Linked DNA regions of Mus musculus: region 2 is linked to region 1. The links are chromatin contacts, called in public HiChIP or PLAC-seq maps. All regions are on one chromosome and are shown on one strand. The core of a region is the stretch at or near the end of the contact, and the rest is flanking DNA. Distances in the headings are between cores, read along the strand shown. Region 1 overlaps Fmn1 (formin 1). Region 2 overlaps Scg5 (secretogranin V).

Region 1 (4,451 bases), core at 1,419-3,918:
TGCAATGCTTTAAGCCCAGGTTCCCTTGCTAGCGTGAAGGCAGATCTGTTCCACAGCCCCTCCTCTCACTGATGCCTGGATCCACTATTTGGGAGCCCTGCTGTTCCATTCAGCCATATGGTTCTTCCATGCAGCCTCTGCTTAGTTCTCAGCAGGGAGGGTTCTGCTTGTCTTGAGTCTCCACACTGCTAGTTGTTGGGCTCTGACAGCCAGCAACAGACTTCCCTCCATCCCAAGCTCCCTTCTGCACTGAGACAGAGGTATTTTTCCCAGGGGCAGGGATGGCCTGCCCAGATGCTCAACCCAAACTTCTCTCATGATCATCTTCCCATTTTTCTGTGAACTTTTCTATTACCTAAATTGTCCTACAAAGACCCCACAAACCCGTCTGCAACCGTCTGCATGTCTGAATTCTAATTCTAACCTAGTTCCAACCCCCTTTCCTGTAAGGTTCTGGGCCCCATAGAAAGAATCAGGCTTGAAACACTAGAAAATTTATAAGGATGAAAATAACTTGCAAACCTCTCTGTGGGAGTAGGAAACTCTACAATACACTATAAACTGGAGACTGCCTTGCCGGGCCATGCAGAGGAACTCTAGGCAGATGGTGTGCCCTGGCTTCACATTCCATGGCCCACTCAATATGGTTTGAGTTCTATCTAAGAATTACTCAGTGGGTGTCTTGACTCAGACCTACAATACCAGCACAAGAGATTGCTGAATTTGGGGCCAGCATGAGCTACATAGTAGGATTCTATTTTTTTTAAGGTAATTATTTAATAGCACTGATCAGAAAGCAGGTGAAATCCATCAAAGGAACAAACAAAAAATGTTATTACATAATAACAGTTATCAAGCGAAAGAATGTGGGTCCAGAGTGCTAGCCAATGTTCCCATCATTCTCAAAAACACCCTTACTCAGAGAATAGAAACAAATGGGGTAAAACCTATGTCTTCAATAGTCAATATTCAGCTTCATCAATGAGATGAAATGCTTGTAATTCAATTACAGGCTCAAAAGGGTGAGGTGTTTCATGTTGTTGGTTTGGGTTAAGTGTTTTCAGACAGGGTCTCAATATGTAGTCCTGATTGGCCTGTATCTCAGCGATCTACCTGCCTCAACTTCTCAAGTGCTGGGATTAAAGATGTGTGACACCATGGCAGCTTCAAAAGTGTGAGATTTTAGACGCCTCAACCAATGACAATCTGACAGTGTGTGTGTGTGTGTGTGTGTGTGTGTGTGTGTGTGTGTGTGTGTGTGTGTGTGTACTAATTACCTGCCTACCACCCACTTACCAACTACCTAAGAGCAGATCGTTCTACTGAGATGACTTCCTCCAGTTACAATCAAGTCTTTTCTTGGTCTCCATGCTATAGGCAGTTCACCTGCATCATCAAAGTTCCCTTGTGCTGCTCCTCAGGGTCTACTTCACCCTTTGGTGCTCTGGGCCCTGAAGGGCAGACCTTGTAGGCCATAACTGGCAGCTTGATGATCCCCTTACACCTGTCTTTGGCTTTACTTTAGAAAGTCAGGCAAGGGTATTTCATATGCTCTTCTTCTTTTGGTCCCTTCTTCAGCCCCACCCCCCATCATGCCATTCTTTGTCACATAACCCTCCTCAACCCCCAAACCCCCTTCCCAGAAGGGCCTGGAGGTGGGTCTGTTCCTGTGTTGGAACTCTGTTGCATCCAGAAGCCCCACTATATTGCCTTCATGGTTAGATTCTGGATTTTGTGCTATGCTCATCTAATTTTACCATCAAATATACTTCTTTCAGGCATTACCTTCATGGCTCTCCAGATACGTTCCTGTTCGTTGTTTAGTTGTTTGTTTTTGACAAATGCTATATTCTCATTGCTGAGTTTCCTGCTTTACTGGAAGACACAGGAAAAACACAGAAAATGTGCTTCCACTATAATCCTACCCCCACATATACATGACACTCAGTAAAGCATGTTTCTTTGGTTTTTTTTTTCCCTTAAAGAAATAAAATTGCAATTTTTAGATGAAACATAGGTACCGGATTAGCTTTAGTAATTTAAAATAGAGCAGCAACAACAGAGGAACCAACTCTTAAGTATCAACAGATGGGACTACTTGAGAATAGACAGGTTCCGTACAGCAGAAGAAACAATCAGTAGAGCAAACGGTCAGCCTAACGAATGGGAGAAGACCTTTACTAACTACCTTTAAGCAAGGAAATAAATACCTAGAATTCACAAGGAACTGCAGAAATGAAATGCCAATGAAATAAGACTACCATCAACAAATAGGCAGATGAGCTAAATAAACACTTATAGAAAGAAACAGAAGTAGCCAATTACTATTTTAAAAGTGTTAAACATCCCGAGCCCTTGGAAGAATACAAATTGGAACTACTTTGACAAAGCACCTCACCCCAGTCAGAGTGGCTATCATCAATGGGTCTGACAAGAGACTGAGAGGATGTGGAGAGAAAGAAGCCCTTATTCACTGTTGTTGGGGACTAAATACAGCCATTGTGGAAGTCAGCTTTGAGATTTCTCAAAAAATTAAAAATAGAACTACCATATGGTTCATTTATTTTGCTTCTGGGCATTTTTCCAGAGAACTCTATACACCACCACTGAGATATTTACACACCACAGTTATTGATTCACCGCGGCAAGGAACTGGAATCAACCTAGTTGTCCACCAACACATGAATGGAGAGTGAAAATTTGGTCTATGTGGTTGGACTGATGGTTCAGTAGTTAGAGCTTTGTTGTTCTTGTGGAGGACCGTGGGCCAATCCCTAGCACCCATATGGAGCCTGACAACCTCCTGACTGACACATAACTCTAGTTTTAGGGGATCCCAAGCCCTCTTCTGACCTTCATGTGTACCAAGCCCTCAAAGGACGCAAAGACGTACCTACAAGCAAAAATTCATATATATAAAATAAAATCAATCTTAAAAAAGAAAATCTGTAGTGTGTGTGCACACACACATACATATACATACACACACATGAATGCTATTTAGCTCTAAGGAAATATAAAAGGACAAAATTTTCAGGAAAAAGGATTAAATATTAGGGAATGAAGAAAGATTGAATGTAGGTATAAATGAGTGATGAAAGAGGATATAAAATTAATCGTTTTTTCTAGCTCTAATGCTGTCACGGATTTTCCATTTTGGTGATGGATAAATGTATAAAAATACACTGGATTCTGAAAATATAAAAACACAATATGAATCTCTATAGATTCCCTTTCAAGTGGCTACTTTAACTATATAGAAGTTCACTGAGATATATAGCTTAGGGGGGTCTGGCTAATTTTGGTGTGTGATTTCTTTCCTCAAAACGGTGTGGCTATGCTTGTGCCTATAACCCCAGCACTGTGGTGGTCAGAGACAGGAGGATCACTGAGGTTCGCTGGCTGCCAGCCTGGCTCCAGATTCAGTGATAAACCTTGCCTTAAGAGAATAAGGTGGTGCCGGGCGTGGTGGCACATGTGCATGCCTTTAATCCCAGCACTTGGGAGGCAGAGGCAGGCGGATTTCTGAGTTCAAGGTCAGCCTGGTCTACAGAGTGAGTTCCAGGACAGCCAGGGCTATATAGAGAAACCCTGTCTCAAAAAGCCAGAGAGAGAGAGAGAGAGAGAGAGAGAGAGAGAGAGAGAGAGAGAGAGAGAGAGAGAGAGAGAGAGAATAAGGTGGAGAGTGACAGAGCAGAACACTTGATCTTTATTGGCCTCTACATGGGCACAGGCACCCACCTACATGCACAACCACACACATATAAATAAAAATAAGAAACAAAATGGTAAAAATAATGCTTTCGAAATTATAAAAGTTACATGCACCCGCCACATCTAGAGAAACACTGTAAGGATACACAAAGTAGAGAGGTGAAGGAGCTGACACACCCAGTTCTCACACCCTGTTCTCTGGTCTATTCCCCACTGCCTTGCCCTTTGAATGTTAACAGCCTGGCCAATTCTTCTTTACACCTTTCTCTCTGACATTCAAGTCTGTGCAAAAAACACATATTTATGTATGGGAAGAAGACATGTTCATTTTTACAAGAAACAGAGCATTCTATATATTATATTGCAGCTTGTTAGAAATCTATATTAATACTTTAGACAGTTTCATAGTATTACAGAGGAAAAAATGTGTTGCAATTTATTTAAACATGTCTTCGCTCATGAATGTTCAGTTTTTTTTTTTCCCTAGATGTTGCAGAAGTATTAAAAAATTGCTTTAGGGCCAGCAAGATGCTCAGCTGGTAAAGTGCTTGCCATGCAAGCCTGGTGACCTAAAGCCAATCCCATGAGCACACATAAGGAAGGGTACATGCAGAGAACCACAAAGCAGTGTTCCTACGCCTATGTCTGCACATGACCTCCATCACACACAGGCACACAAATAACACTCATAATAATGACAACAAAATTCTAAAGTGCTGCAGTCAGTACCTGTGTGC
Region 2 (4,790 bases), core at 2,267-4,766, 450 kb before region 1:
ACAGTCATGTGAACTGTTAATAAAAAGACCGCAAGACCCCGCCTCTGTGTGCAGCAGCAGCAGCAGCATGAGGGCTTTACTTGTTTGTCAGTTTTTATTTGTTGTTTGAGACAGGATCTGTTACAGCCCAAGCTGGCTTTGAGCACTGTATGTAGCCATGGATGACCTTGAACTTCTCACACTCCTGCCCCCACCTCCTGGGCTTCTGATCATCTTTCTAACTGCTCATCACCAGCGTTGGTCAGCTTCCACACCTTATGTTTCCGCCCTCCTCCTCCTCCCCCGGCTGCTGGAGCAGGTCTCTGTGACATGGTAAATGCTACTGTTTTCCCTTAGAGGCAGGGTAAGCTAGCAGCTCTCCCAGGGACAGACTCGGAGAGCTGTTTACTAAGGGTGAGGACTTTGGAGAGTAAAAACTGTCTCTGGTGACTGACACTCTTCTTGAATTGGGGTTGATTGAACCAGGACAGATAGTCTAGCCCTTGAATATTAACAGCCTCAGGTTAAAAATAAAAAAAAACCCAAAACAGCAGCAAACTGTTCTCCTAAAGTGTCAGCTGTTTCTTCCTCCAACACTTTAAGCTACTGAATACTTAGCACTGTGGTAACACTAAGTCTCAAACCACTAAACAGACGTTATAAATATTTGATGATTGTAAATTTTATTTATATTGTTAAAATACATCAAAATATTTTTATAACACATTTAGAACCTTAATTTCATTCTTTTCAAAATAAAAGAGAGCTGAAACTTTTAAAAATTGTATCAAATGGGGGGGAAAAAGCCCTTTGTAAGGTGGCATTATTGAAAAGGCAAGTAGATTTTAATAAGCCTATGTTTGGCCAAATTTGAATAAAGGAGCTGCAGTACCTCTACTTTGCCACGAGGTGGCAATAGCTGCCTCCCAATCAAAGGCTGACAGAACCGGGGCAGTAAACATGGAAGAGGAGTCTCACTTTGTTTCTGGAGAGTCTCTTTCTGCATTTAGAAGGAGGAGGGGATGTGGAAAGGAGGGACAAAGTGAGATAGGGAGGGAGGGAGGGAGGGAGGGAGGGAGGGAGGGAGGGAGGGAGGGAGGGAGGGAGGGAGGGAGGGAGAAGGAAGGAAGGGAGGGAGGGCTGTCTCTTAGCCCAGATAACTTTTCTAAAGTCTCTTTGTAGTTTTCCCCATTCTAGAGGAACCAATGATAACTTTGCCTGCGTCGGTGTCTCCAGTTTTTCCTATGCCCTCTGAGGCTGCCTTGAAATCACTCACACAACTGAAATTCTTGTAAAAAAAAAAAAAAAAGAAGACCTTGGAAAATGATTTTAAATATCCTGTGTGGATTAGCTGCCTGGATACAAATCTTAAAACGTTTTACATGCAGGTAGGCTAGGGAAGATGAAAATGATTGTGTCGTTAAGGCTCTCCAGCGTGTCTGGAAAGGCATGAGGATGGTTCTTTGGATATGCGGAACACAAGACAGATGTAGGGGGAGGGCATTTTGGAGTCCTCTCCTTGACAGGAGTGGCTGAGGCTATCGAGTGGATGAGCTGTCTAGGCAAACATTGCTGATGGGGACAGAGCACCTAAGACGAAGTTCTGAAGAACTTGACACAAAAGGGCTAGGCACCCCAAGCACTGGAAAATTGGGTGGAGTCAGGAGGATTATAAATTTGAGGGTGGCCAACTTTAGACAGTGAGTTCCAGGTTGGTTTGGGTCCATAATGCGGCCTTGTCTCACAATCACAAATTCCAAGTAGTAGACTCAGTAGCTGTAAAGAAGGTTATGGCACTTCAAAGAATAAGCAGAAATTGTCACTATCCATGACTATTGAACAATATAAAGTATTGGTTCATCCCCCAAATAAATAAGATTTTCTTATGGTATTGTCTTAGCTAGGATTACTGCTGCTGTAATGAAACATGACCAAAAGCAACTGGGGGAAGAAAGGGTTTAGTTAGCTTACACATCTACATTGTAGTCCATCCCTGAAGGAAGTCAGGAATTCAAACAGGGCCTGTACCTGGAGGCAGGAGCTGATGCAGAGACCATGGAAAGATGCTGCTTACTGGCTCACTCCTCATGGCCTACTCAGCCTGCTTTCTTAGAGAACCCAGGACCACCAGCCCAGGGGTAGCCCTGCAATGGGCTGGACCCTCCCTATCAATCACAAATGTTCTACAACCTCATCTTATGGAGGCCTTTGCTCAATTGAGTCTCCCTCCTGTCAGATAACTCCAGCATCTCTCAAGGTGACAGAAAACCAGCAAGCACAGAGGTCAAAGAGGGCCATAGAAAAGCAGCAAAATTAGCAAGGTGAAATTTCATGCCTAGCAGCTGCTAACTTAGAGAAGTCAGTTATTTGGAGCCCAGCTTGTCTTCATCCGCCCAGGTGACTCGGTCTACTGCTCGCAGCTCTTGACCGTCTAGATCAGGCCCCGGCTGAGGTGTTTGATGACAGCCTGCTTCACGCTTCAGGGCTAGCTGACTCTTGACATGGCCGAGAGGCCGGAGAATTCATGGAGGACAGTTGCACCCCCTCCACATTGGGGGTTCAGACTTCAGTATAATTTTTAAGGGGACATAAACACTGAGTGCTTATTCCAGCTAGTGTCCATCTGTGGGTACAGGGCCTGAGCTAGAGCTTCTTGTGAGCTCTGTAGCCTAACTCATTCTTCCGAACACCAAGTCCCAGCTGTGTGCAGCCTTCATGGAGAAGCAGCATTTAAACCATGCGCTCGGCCCATTTCTGTGACCGTAACCTGAATGGAACAAGTGGGGACAGTGAACTTTGCTGCCTCTAAATTCTGATGAGGTTTAAAAAACTCTTATTTTTTTTCTAACCCTTTTTCTCCCACCCCACTTTCCATATTGTTCACACGAGAGTTTGGCAGGTGTCTTAGTCAGGGTTTCTATTCCCGCATGAACCAAGAAGCAAGTTGGGGAGGAAAGGATTTATTCAGCTTGCACTTCCATACTGCTGTTCATCACCAAAGGAAGTCAGGACTGGAACTCAAGCAGGTCAGAAAGCAGGAGCTGTTGCAGAGGCCACGGAGGGATGTTACTTACTGGCTTGCTTCCCCTGGCTTGCTCAGCTTGCTTTCTTATAGAACCAAAGACAACCAGCCCAGAGATGGTCCCACCCACAAGGGGCCCTCCCTGTTTCATCACTAATTGAGAAAATGTCCCACAGCTGGATCTCATGGAGGCACTTCCCCAACTGAAGCTCCTTTCTCTGTGATAACTCCAGCCTGGGTCAAGTTGACACACAAAACCAGCCAGTACAGCAGGGAAAAAAATTAATCTAAGCATAGCATTCCTCCCTTCCCGTCTACTTGTAAGGCACGGCTTCGAAGCTGGCAGCTAAGACTCCTTGCACTTTCCTGAAGTGTGGGCTTAACCCAGGAGGCGTCTTGGTTCCTGGAGAACCTTGGCTCCTGGGGTTTTTTCCTGTCAGGCATTGTCTGTGCAAAGTCCATATCTGTGCAAAGCCCGTGGTGTTTAAACTAGAACTCTGTCTCATGTCACCTGATTCATACCATCTGGAAAAAAAACCCCCGGCAACAAGAAGCACCATGAGTCACCTGGAAAGCCGCAATGAAGGATTTTCCACAGAAAATTGACAAAGTGGATTACGTACACAAAGGGAAGGGAAGAGCAGTAACCCAGTTTTGTGTAACATTTATGGTTCGCAGAGCTGCTTTCCTGTAACTGTCTTATTTGATATAATCATCCTAACGACCGAATCTGTTTATGCTTTCCCGCAGTGGCTTGGGTTTTTTAAGTTTGTTGGCAAGCCAGCTATTTTAGGTCTGAGTACATCTATCCCTGCAGACTTGTATAATCCTGGGCTATTTAGTTGAGAAACGATTATGAGTCTAGGCATTATGGTAAACCACAGGTGATTTTGGTGGCTGGTATTTCAGGGACCTGAGGCTACAGGAAGCGAATGTTCTGACAAGTTTCCCTCTTGGAACAAATTGGTGCAAACATCTTGGTCACCGCAGTCCATAAAGAGTTAGTGAAGCAGGCTGGGTTTAGCAGACCACAGTTAGGCACGGCCTTTAAACCTGAGTGCACACATTGGCCACTGTGCAACGTGTGCCATGTGAGTTTTAGCAGAGGGAGAAGCGTGTGGGGTTTGGGGTGGGGGAGGTGAGAGGAGGATGGTATATATACAGCTAGCAGGGCGTACATTGAGATAGGCTATTCTAGTTCATTCTCAGAGAAGTTACAAGACTACCTGACAGTTTACTTTCCCAGTCTTAAAATGGCGATAAGCTGTCCGGTCCATCTCACAGTGTTGTTGTGACAGCCAAATTAAGGGGGATCAAGGTATTTTGAAAAAGGTAAAAAGTGTTCTAGAGACATGAACACTTTGTTTGCTTGCTTGTTTAGCGATGCCTGGAATCCAGCCCAGGTCATTGCCCTTGCTAGGCAAATGCTTCACCACCGTGCTCCATCTCCATCTCACAAAGCACCGCTGTGCTCTCGACTTCCTCTGTGCTCCCATAGTCATTTCCAGTTACAAACAGCTCAAAGTTGAAAGGTGATCCTATCTTCCCGTTCCCTGTGTCCTGCTGCGCTCGGGCCTGAGACACAGCGCTCCCAGCCGTTGCTTATGAATCCTAGGAGGAATCGGTTTCCCTGGCCTTGTATGTACCCCGTTGGCGGTGACGTAGGAGTTAGGATCACAGGGCTGCAGCGAGGAACAATGCTTCGTGAAGATGAGCGAGCCGCAACTTCCCCTCTCAGACTTGCCCTTCCCTTTTCTTGCTTTTATGACTTTATGACCACTTCAGCAAG

The links. HiChIP or PLAC-seq counts read pairs in DNA pulled down with a chosen protein or histone mark.
Region 2: an HNF4G HiChIP or PLAC-seq map of pancreatic cancer cells shows a contact between it and region 1. The contact joins two enhancer-like sites. A contact is called at or near these places in 9 of 39 promoter capture datasets (3T3-L1-derived adipocytes, cranial neural crest, embryonic stem cells and 5 more), 4 of 484 Hi-C or Micro-C datasets (embryonic stem cells, granulosa cells, neural progenitor cells and 1 more), 1 of 115 datasets of contacts at active chromatin or transcription factors (pancreatic cancer cells) and 2 of 9 other capture datasets (adipose tissue and macrophages).

Annotation. Positions count from the first base shown.
Region 1 is chr2:113,369,863-113,374,313 of GRCm38.p6, reverse strand. The region is part of intron 2 of Fmn1 (formin 1); the gene reads right to left. Among named protein-coding and RNA genes, the nearest start is that of Gm13963, 20 kb to the left of the region's middle. Within about 2 kb of position 2,668, at least 4 of the 459 cell types and tissues checked have an H3K27ac peak or open chromatin away from gene starts, as enhancers often do. A contact at or near this core is called in pancreatic cancer cells, where this site is marked.
Region 2 is chr2:113,820,212-113,825,001 of GRCm38.p6, reverse strand. All of the region lies in intron 2 of Scg5 (secretogranin V), which reads left to right. Among named protein-coding and RNA genes, the nearest start is that of Scg5, 6.5 kb to the left of the region's middle. Within about 2 kb of position 3,516, at least 42 of the 459 cell types and tissues checked have an H3K27ac peak or open chromatin away from gene starts, as enhancers often do. A contact at or near this core is called in pancreatic cancer cells, where this site is marked.